2 separate regions of the Mus musculus genome follow, and region 2 is linked to region 1. Evidence: chromatin contacts called from public Hi-C data. All regions are on one chromosome and are shown on one strand. Each heading gives the region's core, a stretch centred on a gene start, on an enhancer-like site or on the middle of the called end of the contact. The rest is flanking DNA. Distances are from core to core; before and after follow the strand shown.

What was found. A called contact is a pair of places that touch in the nucleus more often than the background predicts.
Region 2: a Hi-C map of adipose-derived mesenchymal stem cells shows a contact between it and region 1, with 2.4 times the contacts expected there. The contact joins two enhancer-like sites. A contact is called at or near these places in 2 of 484 Hi-C or Micro-C datasets (the C2C12 cell line and adipose-derived mesenchymal stem cells).

Annotation. Positions count from the first base shown.
Region 1 is chr2:9,478,908-9,486,764 of GRCm38.p6, forward strand. No RefSeq gene overlaps it. Among named protein-coding and RNA genes, the nearest start is that of Gm13218, 110 kb to the right of the region's middle. Within about 2 kb of position 2,989, at least 55 of the 459 cell types and tissues checked have an H3K27ac peak or open chromatin away from gene starts, as enhancers often do. A contact at or near this core is called in the C2C12 cell line and adipose-derived mesenchymal stem cells, where this site is marked.
Region 2 is chr2:9,728,265-9,736,121 of GRCm38.p6, forward strand. No RefSeq gene overlaps it. Among named protein-coding and RNA genes, the nearest start is that of Gm13218, 140 kb to the left of the region's middle. Within about 2 kb of position 5,192, at least 26 of the 459 cell types and tissues checked have an H3K27ac peak or open chromatin away from gene starts, as enhancers often do. A contact at or near this core is called in the C2C12 cell line and adipose-derived mesenchymal stem cells, where this site is marked.

The DNA of each region.
Region 1 (7,857 bases), core at 1,739-4,238:
TGATGGGCTTTAAGTCTAAGCTGTTGGTTACTGCCATGGTAGGAGTGTTACTACAGCATCCTTAGAGTTATCATGCCATGGTGGTTGACGTAGTTCATAGACATCATGGCTGTAAAGTGGAAATTTCTGGATATGCCAGGTGGTACAGACTGATCTAATGTTTTGCTAATGCAGACTCACTTGGTGTTTTACTAAAGCAAAACCTATGGGAGAACACATGATATTTGAAGAGAGTAACAGACAGTGACAGTGTGCTTGCATACCTGGCTTTGCAATGCTTCACTGGACTCAGGTCTGCATCTTCTCTGACCTTTGCTTGATTCATTGAAAGAGGCACAGCACAGAACTTCTCCTGGTGTCCCACCTGGTCCTTGTTGCTCCAGCTAACCTGTGCCAGTTCAGTGGAGCCCTGATGTGTTCTGCTAGATCATGCCACCGCTGCTAATTCATGTTTGCTATCCTGACACCACCAAACTGGACTGCTGGTATCCTGACAGAGAATGAAATCATCCCCCAAAGAATTACTTCTAAACAAGACCACATCCCCTTGTCCTATTTGTCATCTTGTCTCCCCTACCTTTGGATGGTGGACTAGAAAGGGGCTTGAAGTGTTTGAGAACTCATATTAAAAATAAGTTTTCAAAATCTAAGCCTACACAGCTGGGTAAGACTCTTGATTGCTTCCATCTTTCAGAAGCTTCCATAGCAAGAGGAGAAAAGAGAAAGAGGGAGAAGAAGGAAAGAAAAGACAGGAAATGGGAAGTGTAGAGGAAGAAGGATGAATATGGAGATGAGGAAGAGGATGGAGAGAACAAGAGCAGTAGAAACACATATAGACAAAACAGAGGCAGCCATCCAAAGACACAGCCTTATCTCTAGTCAAGCCTTAAGCTACAGCTTTTAAAGACACAATGAATACAGAGAAACCCTCAGAAAAAAGAACGGGACTTGAGGAATATAGCTTCCTCATCAGGGGATTGAACAAAGACAAGCTACTTGAACCCAGAACTACAAAATACATGGTGTTTTAAGCCATGCAGTCAATTCGATGGCTTATTACCCAGAAACAGAATACTAGGACAGTTCTTGGGGTCAGGTTGGGGGTTACAACAAGTATTCCACTTCTGTGCCACAGTCTTTCTATAATTCAGTTTTCTTTTCTTAGAATGGCCTTGATAGGTGCTGGTAACAGAAATTTCAATGCCACATGTGATTACATCAAATCCAAACTCAGGGGTCCCCATCACATTCTACTTTGTTCCTTCTCTGGCTTTGGTTGCATAGCACTTTGTTTTGGCAAACCTCAGGAGCAAATGTTGGGCTTGAGGGAGCATGTGCTATTCCTGGTGATGAATGCAATCTCTACTACAAAGCAGCGTATTGTTCAATAAAGAGTATCGATCTAATAATACCACAAACTGGAGTCTAGTGTGGTTCTTGAGCAATGACAGCCTTTCTGAGCTATAGTCTCTTGCCTAAGGTGGGATTAATCTTTGCCTTTCAGGGATTTAAGCTAAATACTAAGTGCAAAATATACACCATGGATTCAACATCTCTATTATTATTCCTACATATTATAATGTTGTGGCACAGAAATCACTTATATTAACACAATGAAAGTGCAGTCAAAAAAGTAGAAATTTAGACATACTACCTGCACTTAAAGATAATGACCTCTGTAAGATGTGAAGGTAGAGTAAAAATTATTTGTGTATATAGAAAACAAAGTTATATTCTTCAGAAATTAATTCCTTACGATAAAGTTAAGTGTAGGATTTTTAGAGGGAGAAATATTCAGGACTTCCAAGCTAGAAGTTTATAGATTTGATTACATAACCTAGACACTGTTTTTTGATAGGATATTCTCTTAACAGTTCAAGTGAGTGTTAATAGCTGCAAATGATTGACTGGGAGCAAAAGATCTTAGAATATAAGAATACTCAGAGAAGATACTGTGGTCCTGACAAAATTTATAGATTTCATTACTTAGTCAAACCTAAGTGAAACACAATACTAGAATGTAAAGGAACTTGACCAAAAAATAATGCTGCCAAGAGCTGATTCACTAGACTGGGATATCTATTTACTAGTTTTAATTACATGCATATGTGAGTATTTATGGAGGAAACACATAGGCTTTAGTGCAGAAGGCATCTATTCCCTGGAGCTACAGTTATAAACATTTGTAGCCATTTGACACCCAGTTCCATACTTGGAACTGAATATGGTCTTCTGGAAGATTGATTCACATTCTTCATTGCTGAACTATCCCCTCCAATGCCACCGTGGATGGCAGACTTTTAGGTGAGGGGAGTGAGATAGGACATTGTTTGTTGGTAGGGTATTCTCTTAACAGCTCAAGTGGGTGTCATATGGACAGGGAGCAGAATAAGATGCTAAAATATAAGAATATTCAGTGAAGATACTGTGGTCCTGATAATTGTCAGTAGAAAGAATAATTAATAATAACAAAGCCAATAATGATAATTACAATGATAAATTCTTGAAAAGTGGGAGTCTAACAATGAAACATCCTAAAAGTTAGTTGTTGACAATGACTATTAACATTCTATACTAGGAAATTGAATAAAGCAATCCATTTAACAAGATAGACCCTTATCCTTACCTTCTAAAACCTGGCATTAAAAGTCTACTATCCAACAGAGAATACACTTAGGGAGCTGGAGCAGGAGGACTGATCTGGAGGCCAGCTAGGGCTCCATAACTAGGGGGAGGAAGACAGGGAGGAGGGAGAGGAGGAGGATGGATGGATCGATGGATGGATGGATGGATGAATAGCAGTCCTTCTGGATATAGAAAATAAAGTCCTTCAAAAGCAATCCTAGGCTTTCAGCACTAGAAGAACATGTTTCCTTTCTTACAAAAAAGGCTTACACTATTTATTTGTATCTTAGTCCAGGGAAATGAGTAATAGGGACTTGCCAGTGAAATTCTTTCCTGACTACTCAACAGATCATATTTCCCACTTGGGAAAAAAAAAAAAAACCTGAAGCCTGAAGGAGCCATAGGGTCAGGAGACGGAGGATCTGCATTGTCTAACAAACTGCTGCGACTTAGTGTTGATAGTTGTCAAATTCCTCATCTGAAAATGTCTCCAATGGGCTCAAAGATGTGTACAGTCATGTGTGACTTTAGGAATGGGTCCTCTCTTGGCATTCCATCAGGATTCCTTCCCAGATTCCTTCCCACATTGGGCTTCCTCCAACACACATTTGGGTTAAGACCACAAAACGTCTGAAAAGCTCTCCCTGAGAATGAAACTGTCATTTTTCCCATGGCTACTGTTTCGTAGCTCAGGATCCCTTCCCCACTCATTGTCTATAACAACCGTGAGTGACTTCTCTCAGACCCTGTGACCATGAAGGATTGGTGGCTTGGGAGCATGGATTGTATGCGCATGCTTTATAACCCAGAAGCAGTGCTGGTCCTCCACCCTGTGGCAGACCAAGCAGAATAGAAACCAAGGATCTGGTTTGAGACTAAGAGTCACAAGAAGGCTGGGAAATTACCAGTTTCTGAAGAGGTGATTCCCATAAGCATAAAATGATAACCATGTCCCTGACTTCTCTTCTCTATATAACTCCAAATATAGAATGAAGAGTCATCAGAAGTTGTTGGTAAAAGGAGTTGGGATCTAGTCATAGTCAGCATAGGAAGACAAGGAGGGTCTTTTTAAGAGGTGACAAACAAAGGCCTGGGTGGAGTGACAAGGCATTGGGAAAAAGGTGGCTCTAAAGGAAAAGGTAGCAATAAGCTTTGCCACACTTACTTACCCCAGTAAGCACATAGCCACTAGCTCAGCACATTTCCTGAAAGTCTTGCATTCATCAAAATGCAATTATTCAAACCTAGAACTTTTTTCTTGCCTTTAAAATCCACTGAGAGTAGTAGAGGCCCCTCTACAAGTTATTTAGTCCCATTAGAGACTTGTGAAATTGGGAGGAAATGTCATTCATGGGCATGTGACAAAGTACGAACAAAATTCTCTCTGATGCTGGGCCCCTGGGTTTCACTTCTAAAGTCACCTAGCCTTGGGGTTTAGGACAAAATTTCTGCAAGCAAGAACATCATGACTTCATAAATGTGAAGACCTAAGGAAAATCTATGGATTCCTCACATGCAGGTGGCAATGCCACAGAGTGTGAGCACATTTTTCTCTCTGCTTCTTAATTTCCCCTACTCTGAGAGCAGTGGCTTCATTCATTCACTATGTCATGTTCCTGGGCAGGCCTGGCTCACATACATATGTACATTTGAAATGCCATGAGATTTCAAAGCCCAGAGACCAAGAATTTGATCTTTTCCAAGCTTACCTGTGTTTCTCTAAGTAGATAGTTCCTCCTTCATAGTAATGCATTTGGGAACATTAGGACCATACTATGTCAGGCAGGTGTCTAAAAGGAACCTGGGGAAGGCAGAGGATTAACCACCAACGGAAATTCAGTTTCAACAGCCTTCATTAACCCTGCGAGTGATTATAACCACTATCTTTGAATTAAGAAAAAAGAATCAAGCTTTCCCCCACCTCCCCATACCACTGAACTGATCTTTCAGAAGGAAAACTGTTAGAGCACCTGTATCTATGTCTCATGTGGCTTTTGTTACCAACCTCTGTCCTCAATGTAATCATATTTCTTTTTAATTTTTCTTCCTGCCAGAGGTTAAGAGATTTCTTTTGCTCAAAATGCTTTCTTGTTCTGTTACTAAGAGTCAGCACTGGATCTTATGTCATCAGACACAAGCTACTATTTTCTTACCAGTCTCAAATGAAGACGACAGACAGTTGGTGAGGCAAAGCTAGTTGGATGTCATGAAGACACTGCAGGCTTAGGGCTTGGAAGATGCAATACAGTGACCCAATCATTTAACTTCTTTGCAATCTATTCTGTTTAGTCAATATTTATGGACAATATTATGTGTGCTGGACATTGTGGTAGCTCTAGTGGTAGTGAGGCAAGTGAGTCACTGCCTTCTTCAGAGAGCTTCTGATTCTTGTGAATCCAGATGGGCCTGGTGTCTATGGAAGTACAATGTCCTAGAAGCAGCAATCTAATCATGTGATGATCCATGGTGGGTTTCAGAAAACCTTTCCCTCCCTCTCCCCTTCCTCCCTTTCTTCCTCCCTCCCACCCTCACCCCTCCATCCCTCCCCTCATCTCCCTTCCTCCCTTCCTCCCTCCCTCCCTCCCTCCCTCCCTCCCTCCCTTCCTTCCTTCCTTCCTTCCTTCCTTCCTTCCTTCCTTCCCTCCTTTATGCTTTCCTTTCTTCCTTCCATTTCCTCTCTCCTCCTCCCCTTTCTCCTTCTGTTGAAGTGGGGTCTCTCTGTGTTGCTCAAGTTGACTTTAAATGTGTTAGCTCAAGTTATCCTTCTACCTTCAGTTTTCCAAGTAGGAGGAACTACATCTGTGTACTGTTATGCTCATCTGTTTAGGAAATGTTTTTAAAACATGGTACCTAGGCTGGATATTTAGCTCAGTGATAGAGCTCTTGCCTGTTATGGTTGAGAGTCTTGGTTTGCTGTACATTACTGCAAACAAACAACTAAATGTAACTTAGTCACCCAGCACAGCCTGTTTGGTCCTATGTGAAGTAAAGAACCTGAAGAAAGTAAGGCTCATGTCTCTCCCAGATTTTTTAACAGCTCTGAAAAACTTTAGTAACTTCATAGATAGTACAGCAAATCATGAAGATCAGGAAATTGCACACGAGGAAGCCTGGTGGTCAGCAAAACGTAGTCATTTCACAAACTAACCCCTGCCAGAATACAACCCCACAGCTTCTCTCTCTCTCTCTCTCTCTCTCTCTCTCTCTCTCTCTCTCTCTCTCCCCACCCCCCACCCCCATGAAATCATGTCAATCTTTCAACAAGTGAACAACAAATCAACTTTAAAAGTCTTGTGGCAATGGAGTCTGATGGTGTTGACTTGCAATCCCAGCACTAGGAAGGCTGAGGCAGGAGGATTTGAGAGTCCAAGTCATCATTTACTACATAGCAAGATACTGTCTCCAACAAAGTAGTCCTCTACCAGACTCGATGCTAACAGAAAAGTGAAAATACTCTGTTTGCTATCAAGGAATCTCTAGCATGTAAAGGGAGATTGGGATACAGCAAAGACAGAGTTAGGCTACACCATGCAAACCAAGGCACGGTGCAGAGTACAAAAGGAGGGAGGTACAAAGTTGAGGTTGCTGGTGCACATCTATAAGCCCAGGGATGTGAGGGGGAGGGGCAGGTGTTTAAGGCCATCTCTAGCTACATAGTGGGTGTGAGGGCAGCCTAGGCTACAGGTAACTGTGGGGAAGCAAGAGGATAAAGAAGAGGGCTGGGGGAGGCAAGGAGTTAACTAAAGAAAGGAAAACATCTGTCTTCTGGAACCACTGAAACAGGCTTGATAATGTATCTGGTTAGAGATTATCAGGGGGCAGAGGGATAAGAAGAAGAACATTCCATATAAAGCAAACATCTTGAACAAGGACAGGAAAGCAAAAGCATTTTAGGAGATCATAAACAAATCAGACGCCAGCTTCAAAAAGTAATAATAATTATTGGCAGTAATAACTTAAGCATTAGTCACCACATGGCCTCCTGCATGCCCAGTCTAATCTTCTATGGCTGCTGAGATATGAGTACCATTCCTGTATTTCAGCTTAGAAAGCTAAGGATTCAGCTGACTCTTTAGCCAGGTATTTCTAATTTCAGCATCTACTCTCCTAACTCCCATGTACTTACTTGATATTCTTTGGGAAATGTATGCCTAACTCAAGATATAATGTGAGAAACTTTGTTAGAAGAATAGTTTGACTCTCACACAGAAATACAGAAAATGACTTTGAGCAGGGAAAGGTAGGAAAGAGGGGGGTCTTTGACCTGGATGCTTTGGTAATGACACAGATGCAAGAATAATACATGGGCTAGCCTGCTTCATGGTACATACTTTTAATTCCAGCATTTGAGAGACAGAAACATGGTAATCTCTGATTTAAAGGAGAGCCTGATCTATATAGTAAGTTCTAAGATAGCCATAGTTACATAAAGGAACAATGTCTCAAAGGAGGAGGAAGAAGAGGAGAAGAAAAAAGAGAAGGAGGAGGGAGAGGAGAAAAAGAGGAAGGGGAGGAAGAAAAAGAGAAGGAGGAAGAGGAAGACAAAATAGAAAGGAAAGAAAAAAATTTCTTCTGATGCACGAGCCAAAATGAGATGCAAGAAAAATTACTTGGGAGATCTCCAACACTTACATAAAAATCAAGACATAACGCCAGGCCCTATAACCCAGCAGTGGGAGGTGGAGACGGGAGAATTCTCACAGCTCACAGGCCAACCTGTCTAGCCAACAGGTGAGAGCTGAGATTAATAGGAAAACCATGTCTTAAAATTTCAAGTGAAGAGCAATAGATGAAAACATCCAGTGTCTACTTTTGATCACATGTGCATATTAAAGGTGTACACAGTCAGACACTCAAATTCACCATACAGGAGAGAGAGAGGGGAAGGGGGAGGGAGAGCGAGAAGGAGAAGGGAGAGGGAGAAGGAAAGAGCATGGAGGAAGGCAGGATCACTGGGAGCTGGCTAGCAGCTCCTCATGGTGGGAGAGGGGAGAGTAAGTAGCTTCAAGGGCTTGTGTTCAGTAGCTGGAAAGGAACCATTGCTAGGCCACTGCCATTTGCTTCCATCCAGTCCTTCAGATTTATAAACAAAGACAAAGTATTCTGTCTTTTTTTTCCCCCCTCTAAAGTATGACTCTTATCATTGTTCATGTTTTCTGGTCTTGGCGTTGAATAATAATCAACTGAAACTCTTGTCAAATGTCCAAGAAATGTACTGCAAGGTTTATTACA
Region 2 (7,857 bases), core at 3,942-6,441, 250 kb after region 1:
GCAGTTTTTAGTATTCCTTCTTTGTTCTGTGCATTTAGTGTTCTGATTATTATGTGGCAGGAAGATTTTCTTTTCTGGTCCAGGCTACTTGGTATTCTGTAAGTTCCATGTATGTTTATAGTCATCCCTTTCTTTAGGTTGGGAAAGTTTTCTTCTATGATTTTGTCAAAATTATGTTCTGGGCCTCAAAGCTGGAAGTCATCTCCTCCTTCTTTTTATTCCTATTATTCTTAGGTTTGGTCTTTTCATGGTGTCCCAGATTTCTTGGAAATTTTGTGTTAGGAACTTTTTGGACTTAACATTTTCTTTGATGTATCAATTTCTTCTATCATATCATATCATATCATATCATACCTGAGATTCTCTCTTCCATCTCCTGTATTCTGTTGATGATGCTTGCATCTGTTGTTCCTGTTCTCTTCACTAGATTTTCCAACTCCAGGAGTCTCTCCATTTGTGATTTCTTTATTGCTTCTATTTCCATTTTCGAGGTCTTGAACAGTTTTATTCATTTTCTTTACCTGATTAATTGTATTTTCCTGTATTTCTTTAAGGTATTTGTTCATTTCCTCTTTCAAGGCTTCTATCATCTTTATAAGATTGTGTTTAAGGTCATCTTCTTTTGTTTTGGCTGTCTTAGGATATCCAGGGCTTGCTAGAGTAAGATAGCTGAGCTTGGTGGCCTCATATTACCCTGCCTCGTGTCGTTTGTGTTCTTACGCTGGCCTTTAGCCATCCAGCTCCAGTTGTTCCTGGTGTTAGCTGGATTTTCCTGATGCTGCCAGGGCTCTTCAAGAAGGCACACAGAGCCTTGGGCCTAACGATGGAGTTCAGGGAATAGCACCCTGCTCACTGCTGGTGACTGAGCTCCAGGTGGATCTGAATGTTCCTGATCCCTACAGGACTCTTTGGGAAGAAGGTCAGAATGGGGGACCGGCCAATGGGACTCAGGGGACAGAGTGCAGCCTACCTCCGCTGACTGGGTCCCAGGTGGACCCTAAAGGCTGGGAGAAGGGGGTGCAGTATCTAACCTGGATGTTCCTGGGGCCCAGCAGGCCTCCTCAAGAGGGAAGACAATGGAGCTGGAGGGAGAGGGAACAATTTGCATCCCTACTTTTCTAATTTTAAAGTCTGTGAATTAGGACTAGAGAAGTATAGGCAGGAAAAATCAAGAGTTTGGAGGTCATCTTCAGTTCATCTACACAGTTACTTCAAGGCCAGTTTGGACTTCATGAATTAATAAAATAATAAGAACCACAGTGATCCAATGTGTTTACCTGACTGGAAATGGATCTCTGGACCACATTTACAGAGAGTAGAATAACCCACAGAGTTTGATGAAGCTAAACGGTGACCAGATACATATACAGATTATATGATTTTATATGATTACATTTCATGTTCAACAAAGCTCCTTGAACTCCTGTGAAATGGGTGTGGTCTGTTATTTTTCTGTTGCTATGATAAAATACCACGACGTGAAGCAACTTAAGACAGGTTCTGGTTTTGTTGTTTTGTTTGTTTGTCCGTTTGTTTGTTTGTTTGTTTGGGGGTGGTTAGAATTCCAGAGGGCTGAAGTCTATTGGGAAGCATAGTGGCAAGACACAGGACCAAGAAGTTGAGAGATCACATCTTAGCTATGTGCACATACAGGAAGTGGAGGGAGTGAACTCTTTGCCTTGTCCAGAGCCAGCAATGTTCTTTTTCCAGCAAAGTTCCACGTCCTACAGGTTCCTTGCCAACTGGGGACCAAGTGTTCAAACACATGAGCCTATGGGTGACATTTTTCACTCAAGACAAAACATATGCCATCACAAATATTGCCCGTCACTAAAGGCTGATGGCATCCACGGCTTTCAGCAAGATCGTGTTCTGCTCTGGTACTTTCCCTACAGAAGGCAAGCTTATACCTGGCTCCAAGTCAGGATGGCACATACCATGCACTTTCCATCGCTGGAGAGGAATGTCCCTCATGTATCTAAAAGTTCACAGACTCTTTCGTAGGCAAGCATCAACAGAGCTCTTTATCTCGACACAGGCAAGTGAAAGCGTGGAATTAATTTGGAAAAATGCATTCATGTCCAATGCCCCAATTTCCACTCACTCATTAGGTGAGTATGCAGGCCCGCTAAGCACAGGTCTACAATACATCTCAATACTCATCTATAGCTGATAGCCTAAGCTTTGTTTTACTTTCTGAAATATTTTGGGGAATAGGGGTACACGTGGACTCATCCATGCATGTAAGTGTAGGGACTAGAGATCTATACTGTAAATCTTCCTCTACTACTCTCCACCTCAAGATTTTTTTTAGAGAACTGTGGCAATTTTGCACAGTTCAAAAATAAAATTACTTTAGGGTTCGAACTATTGATCCATAGTGTACTGATTTGTTGAGTTTTAAATCAGTTTAAGGAATGATTCGGCTGTTTGCTGTGTGGGACACATACGGTGTTTTGAGTCAGAATCTGACTGAGTAACGCAACCCGTTCTCACACCCTAAGTCCTTCCACCTCAGCCTCCCTGGCGCTGGGATCACAGGCACACGCCCAGTCCTTCCACCTCAGCCTCCCTGGAGCTGGGATCACAGGCACACGCCCAGTCTTTCCACCTCAGCCTCCCTGGCGCTGGGATCACAGGCACACGCCCTTAGGCCTGCCTTGAATTCTTTTTTAATGATTTTAGAAATGTTATCAGGGCTGGGGAGATGGCTAGATGCATAAGGGAGCTTACTGGGCAAGCAGGAGAACCCAGGTGTAATCTGTGTGTTGGGGGGTAGGGGGGTGTATATGTGTGAGTGTGTGGTCACATAGGCTTGTAACCCCAGCACTGTGTGGGGAGAGAGCAGGAAAATCCATGGAGTCTTAGTCGCAAGGAAATCAGGTAAAGAGTAATAGACCTGTCACCTGACTCCCCTAGCTTCTGAAAGCGCACACACCATACACAGAGAAAGAGAGAGAAAGAGATAGACAGACAGACAGACAGACAGAGATAGAGACAGAGAGACAGGAACAGAGAGACAGAGAGAGACAGAGAGAATAAATTACCATTCATCTTTAACAATATATATTCACATTTCAAATGATTTATTAGTCATAATGTGATAAAAAATCTTAGAAGTAAAAAACAACATAGCGGTTCACATCTTTAATCTTATTATTCAGAAGGCTAAAACAGGAGGACTGAGCTCAGTACCAACCTGGGCTAATAGTGAGTACCAGGTCAGCCAGAATTGCATAGCAAGAACCTGTCTGGAAAAAAAGAAAGTAGAGTTAAAATAGACGCTCAACATTTACTACTAGCCTTATACTCTTTAAACAAATCAAAGTGACCTCCTAGTTCTCACAGTGACAATATCCCTTACAAACACCAGTTACAATCATAAAATCAGTTCTATCACAGTGCATTTTTGTTTGTTTGTTTTTGGTTTGTTTTTCGAGATAGGGTTTCTCTGTGTAGCCCTGGCTGTCCTGGAACTCACTCTATAGACCAGGCTGGCCTCGAACTCAAAAATCTGCCTGCCTCTGCCTCCCAAGTGCTGGGATTAATACTTAGTGTATGAAGATTAGCCTGTATGTATGTGTATCTGTTTCTGTGTGTATTTATGTCTCTGTGTGTCTGTATATGGGTGTGCATCTGTATGTGTATGTGTGCATGTGTCTATGTATATATATTTGTGTGTTTGTGTGTGTGTCTGTTGTATGTGTCTATGTGTGTGTTTGTGTGTATTTGTCTCTGTGTGTCTCTGTGTGCATATGTTTGTGTATGTGTGTGTGTGTGTGTATATATATATATATATACATATATACATATATATATATACATATATATACATACATACATACATATGAGGAGTCTTTCAGGTATATCTATGCTAAGTCTTGATTGTGGTTATTCAAGTGCTAACCACTTGGAGTTATTTGGCTGGCTGGTTGGTTGGTTGGTTAGTTGGTTTGAGCTATTTACATTGTTTGGTTTTGCTTTTGAGGCAGGGTCTCTCACTAACCTAGACAAGTAGGCCAGCCTAGCTGGCCAGGATGTCCCAGAGCTCTCCTTGTCTCTGCCTCCCCAGCACAGGTCTTTTGTTTAGAAACAATGCTTCTGGGGATTAAACTAAGGCCCCATGCTTACAAAGCAAAGACTTTACCAACTAAGCTAACTCTCCAGCCTTCTGAATCCAATATTTTAAATTCTTCACGTAAACTTATCAGCAAGGAAGAGGGTTCTGAATTACTCATATTGGGTTTCTTGGCAGCACAGGCAACCTTCCGAAGCTGGTCCTGCCAACACTGTCAGCTCCCACCTGGTGTTCCTCAGAAAGCTGGCTTATCTTTCTATCAGTTGACTAAACAAGAAACCAACTCAAATCAGTTTTTTTAATCAGGTAATTAACTTGGAACATTCAAGAGGTAGGTTGCTGCATATCAATTATTATTTTAACTGAAGTATGAATATCATTCTTATAGGAAGTAACAGAAGCAGGTTACATAAAGAATAGATTTTCCTGGAGCAACACCAGAGTCTGTAATGTTATCATCTACCTTACCTATAGACTCTAAGAACTCAGTGTCTTAAAGTTAAAAATCAAAAATTTTTATTACCGTGTGTCTCAATTTGACTAAATTCAGCATTAAAAAAAATTTTTTTTTTAATTACATGGTGCCAAATGACTGAATTTGCTGAACTTTTCAATTATTTATTTGGGTTGCATGTAGACATATGTTGATTTCACAAGGAATGTGTCATGCATATTAAAGATCATAATTAATCATTGCTCATTTGAGAGCAAGATCGTTTATGCTCATAACTTCTTCTCTGCCTTCCAAAAATAAATAAATAAACTCAGACTAGAGTAAAAAAAAAAATCATAATAGTGTTGGGTAGAAAGCAGCAGTTTGACACTTCCAGTGTCAATAGTGCAAAAATAGTACTGAATCTAAATAGTGCTGAAAGTATTGGGCAGATAGAAAGTAATCTTAAGCAATCCATGGCCATCTTTTCAGCATGTAACACTGCCCATGTTGTATGTTTCAAGTTCATTGCCTCTGTTCATCCGCTTTCCCTGGGGAGCCACCGATTCTTCTCTAAATATTACTTATCAAACCTCCCGAGTTTCCCAAGTCAGTGTGAATCACAGACTCTTCTGAGAGTGTGGTTATTTATCGCACCCCTTTACCACATTGCTATGAAATTAGTCACTGATTCATGTCCTTATGATCACTTTCTGTGAGGGAAGCACTTACTGAGAGCCTCTGTGAGACAGTCACCCTTCGTCTGCAGGCCTGAGACCAACAGCATCCCCTCACATGTCAGAATCCGCTTCAGAATTATTAGACTCACACATCAGCAGCTCCAGCGTGAATCAGGAACCCTGATGCTACAGAGAAGTAACCTACCAGGGGATTTTTAGACTGGTTACGTCTTGAGCTTTGTGTCAGACAGAAAGATGCCCCCCGATGAGGGAATAAATGTAGTGATAAGAGGGTTTTAAATTTGACCTGAGGACTTGACCTCTCCACCTCGAAGCTGCTTTCCCAGTGCTGAGCCATGAGAGCTCCCACCCAAGGCTAGGGAGGGCAGAGAGCATTGCCTCACTTTCTTTACTTCAAATGGTACAGGGTACAGTTTTCAGAGACTCCCCCAAGTTGAAAGAGCAAAGGGTTAAAGGTAAAGGAGAATAAGACCCACACGGCAGAGCAATTTGAAAAAAGCAGCAGAGTCTCAGAGTTAATGTTAATCACAGAGATGTACTGACCCCACCATTTGAAAAAAGAACCCACTCTGCTATTCCAAATTACCATTATACAATATGGCACACTCAGATATTTGGCAGGCTAAATCCTGATTCCACAGCAAGGCATCATAAAGCAGACCCAAAAGAAATAACCCTCAAGTTGCAAAAGCCAGAGGGCTGAGGCCTAGTAACGTTCCACACTCTTATCTAAGAGCTAAATAATGTCCTCTCTAGAGAGGTGTTGTATCCACTCCAGGAAAGAATTCTATTCTTGTAATCTAGGTAGTAGGACTGCAGAAGTAACCCCTGTAAGTACCTGCCTGGCATGCACAAAGCCCTGGGGCTGGTCTACACCCCCCTACACCGGCTCCACCCCTCAGCATAAACTAGGTGTGGTGGTACATGCCTAGAATCCCAGACGGGAAGTTGGAGGCAGGAGGATGAGGAATTAGCCATCCCCCACTGCATTGTGAGTTTGAGGCCAGTCTGTGCTATGGGAGACCCGGTCTCAAAAAAAAACAAAAAGAAACTCTTTTATATCTAGTAGATGCTATATAAATAATCATAGGGAGATATTCTACGCGATTAAAAAATAACCACATACAATATTGGTAACTACATCTATATATTAATAATAAATCTTATCACCAATTTCTAGGATAAGTGTTCATTATGTTCTCAAAGATCAGCCTGGAAATAAGTTCATGTAAAAAGTAATGGATTAAAGTTTTGATATATACATTTATTTATTTATTTATTTATTCACTTTACATACCAATTGCTGCCCCCCGTCCCCGTTTCCACACACAATGTTTCCCCTATCCCCATCCCCTACTCCTCTGAGAGGGTGGCATTCTCCCCTAGGTGTCCCCCACACTGTCACATCAAGTCTCTACAAGGCTAGGCACATCCTCTCCCACTGAGGCTAGGCAAGGCAGCCCAGTTAGGGGAACAAATTCCAAAGTCAGGCAACAGCTTTTGGGACAGTCCCCAATCCAGTTGTTGGGGGCTCCACATGAAGACTGAGCTGCACATCTGCTACATCTGTGCAGGGGGCCTAGGTCCAAACTGTGTATGCTCTTTGGTTGGTGATTCGGTCTCTGAGAGCACCCAGGGGAAATTTTCCATATATTTTTATAAAATTTGTTTCTCTTACTTTAAAATACTTTCTCCACGTTAAAGAAATATATAGCAATAAAGCTATAGATGAAAACCACAGTGGCATCTAAATGGGAATGAGAGAGAACACTCGATACTTTCCATTGGTCCCTACATTTCTGAAGCAATGTTGTCAGATGTTACCAACCATCGTAAAAGCTGCTTCACCCTCTGAACAGAGCCTGGGGAACCTTTCACTTTTCTATTTAAAGATAGTCCCCGACAAATTTATCCAGTCTGCACTCTGTCATTCAGAAAACCATCACTTTTGCGATGTGTAAAATGTAATCTACCTGAAAAACAACAAACGGATTGGCAAAAGTGAGTATAAAAACGTCCCTGAAATGGCATGGATTTGAAAGCAACAACATGCCCATTTTACCCTTTACTGCTAACGTTTTCTATCTGCAATGCTCCCTCAGTGACAGTAACGTCCTTTAAGATAGTGTGCCAACATAAAGACAACTCCTAAGAGACAATCACAACTCTAAGTTACATTGTTGCTAATATGGTGTCATATTAGTGGCATAAACAAAATATACACCCAAGGCTTCTCCTTGGAAGATTACACACTGTTTGTTGGGCTGGTGAGATGGCTCAGCAGGCAAAGGAGTTTGCCACCAAGCCTGACTTCCTAAGTTTGATCCCCCAGGATCCACAGAATGGACAGATAGAACCTCCTTTCTCAAGTTGCCCTTGTATTTCACAAGTGTGCCACGGAGCACACACACACATGCACACACGCTGACATGCACACATAAAACAAATGTGATGAATATAATCTTAAAGGCATGTACATCAAGAACTACAGTTCTCGGTGCTTTTATCAATGTGTACTTAACGTATGCTGTACTGTCTAATTTTATGTGCCGTCATTTTGTTAGAGATGGGGGTTGTATTCCACAATTAAAAGAGCATATTTTATATTTATCCTTCCACCATGCCAGCCTCCTGGTGATAAGTTC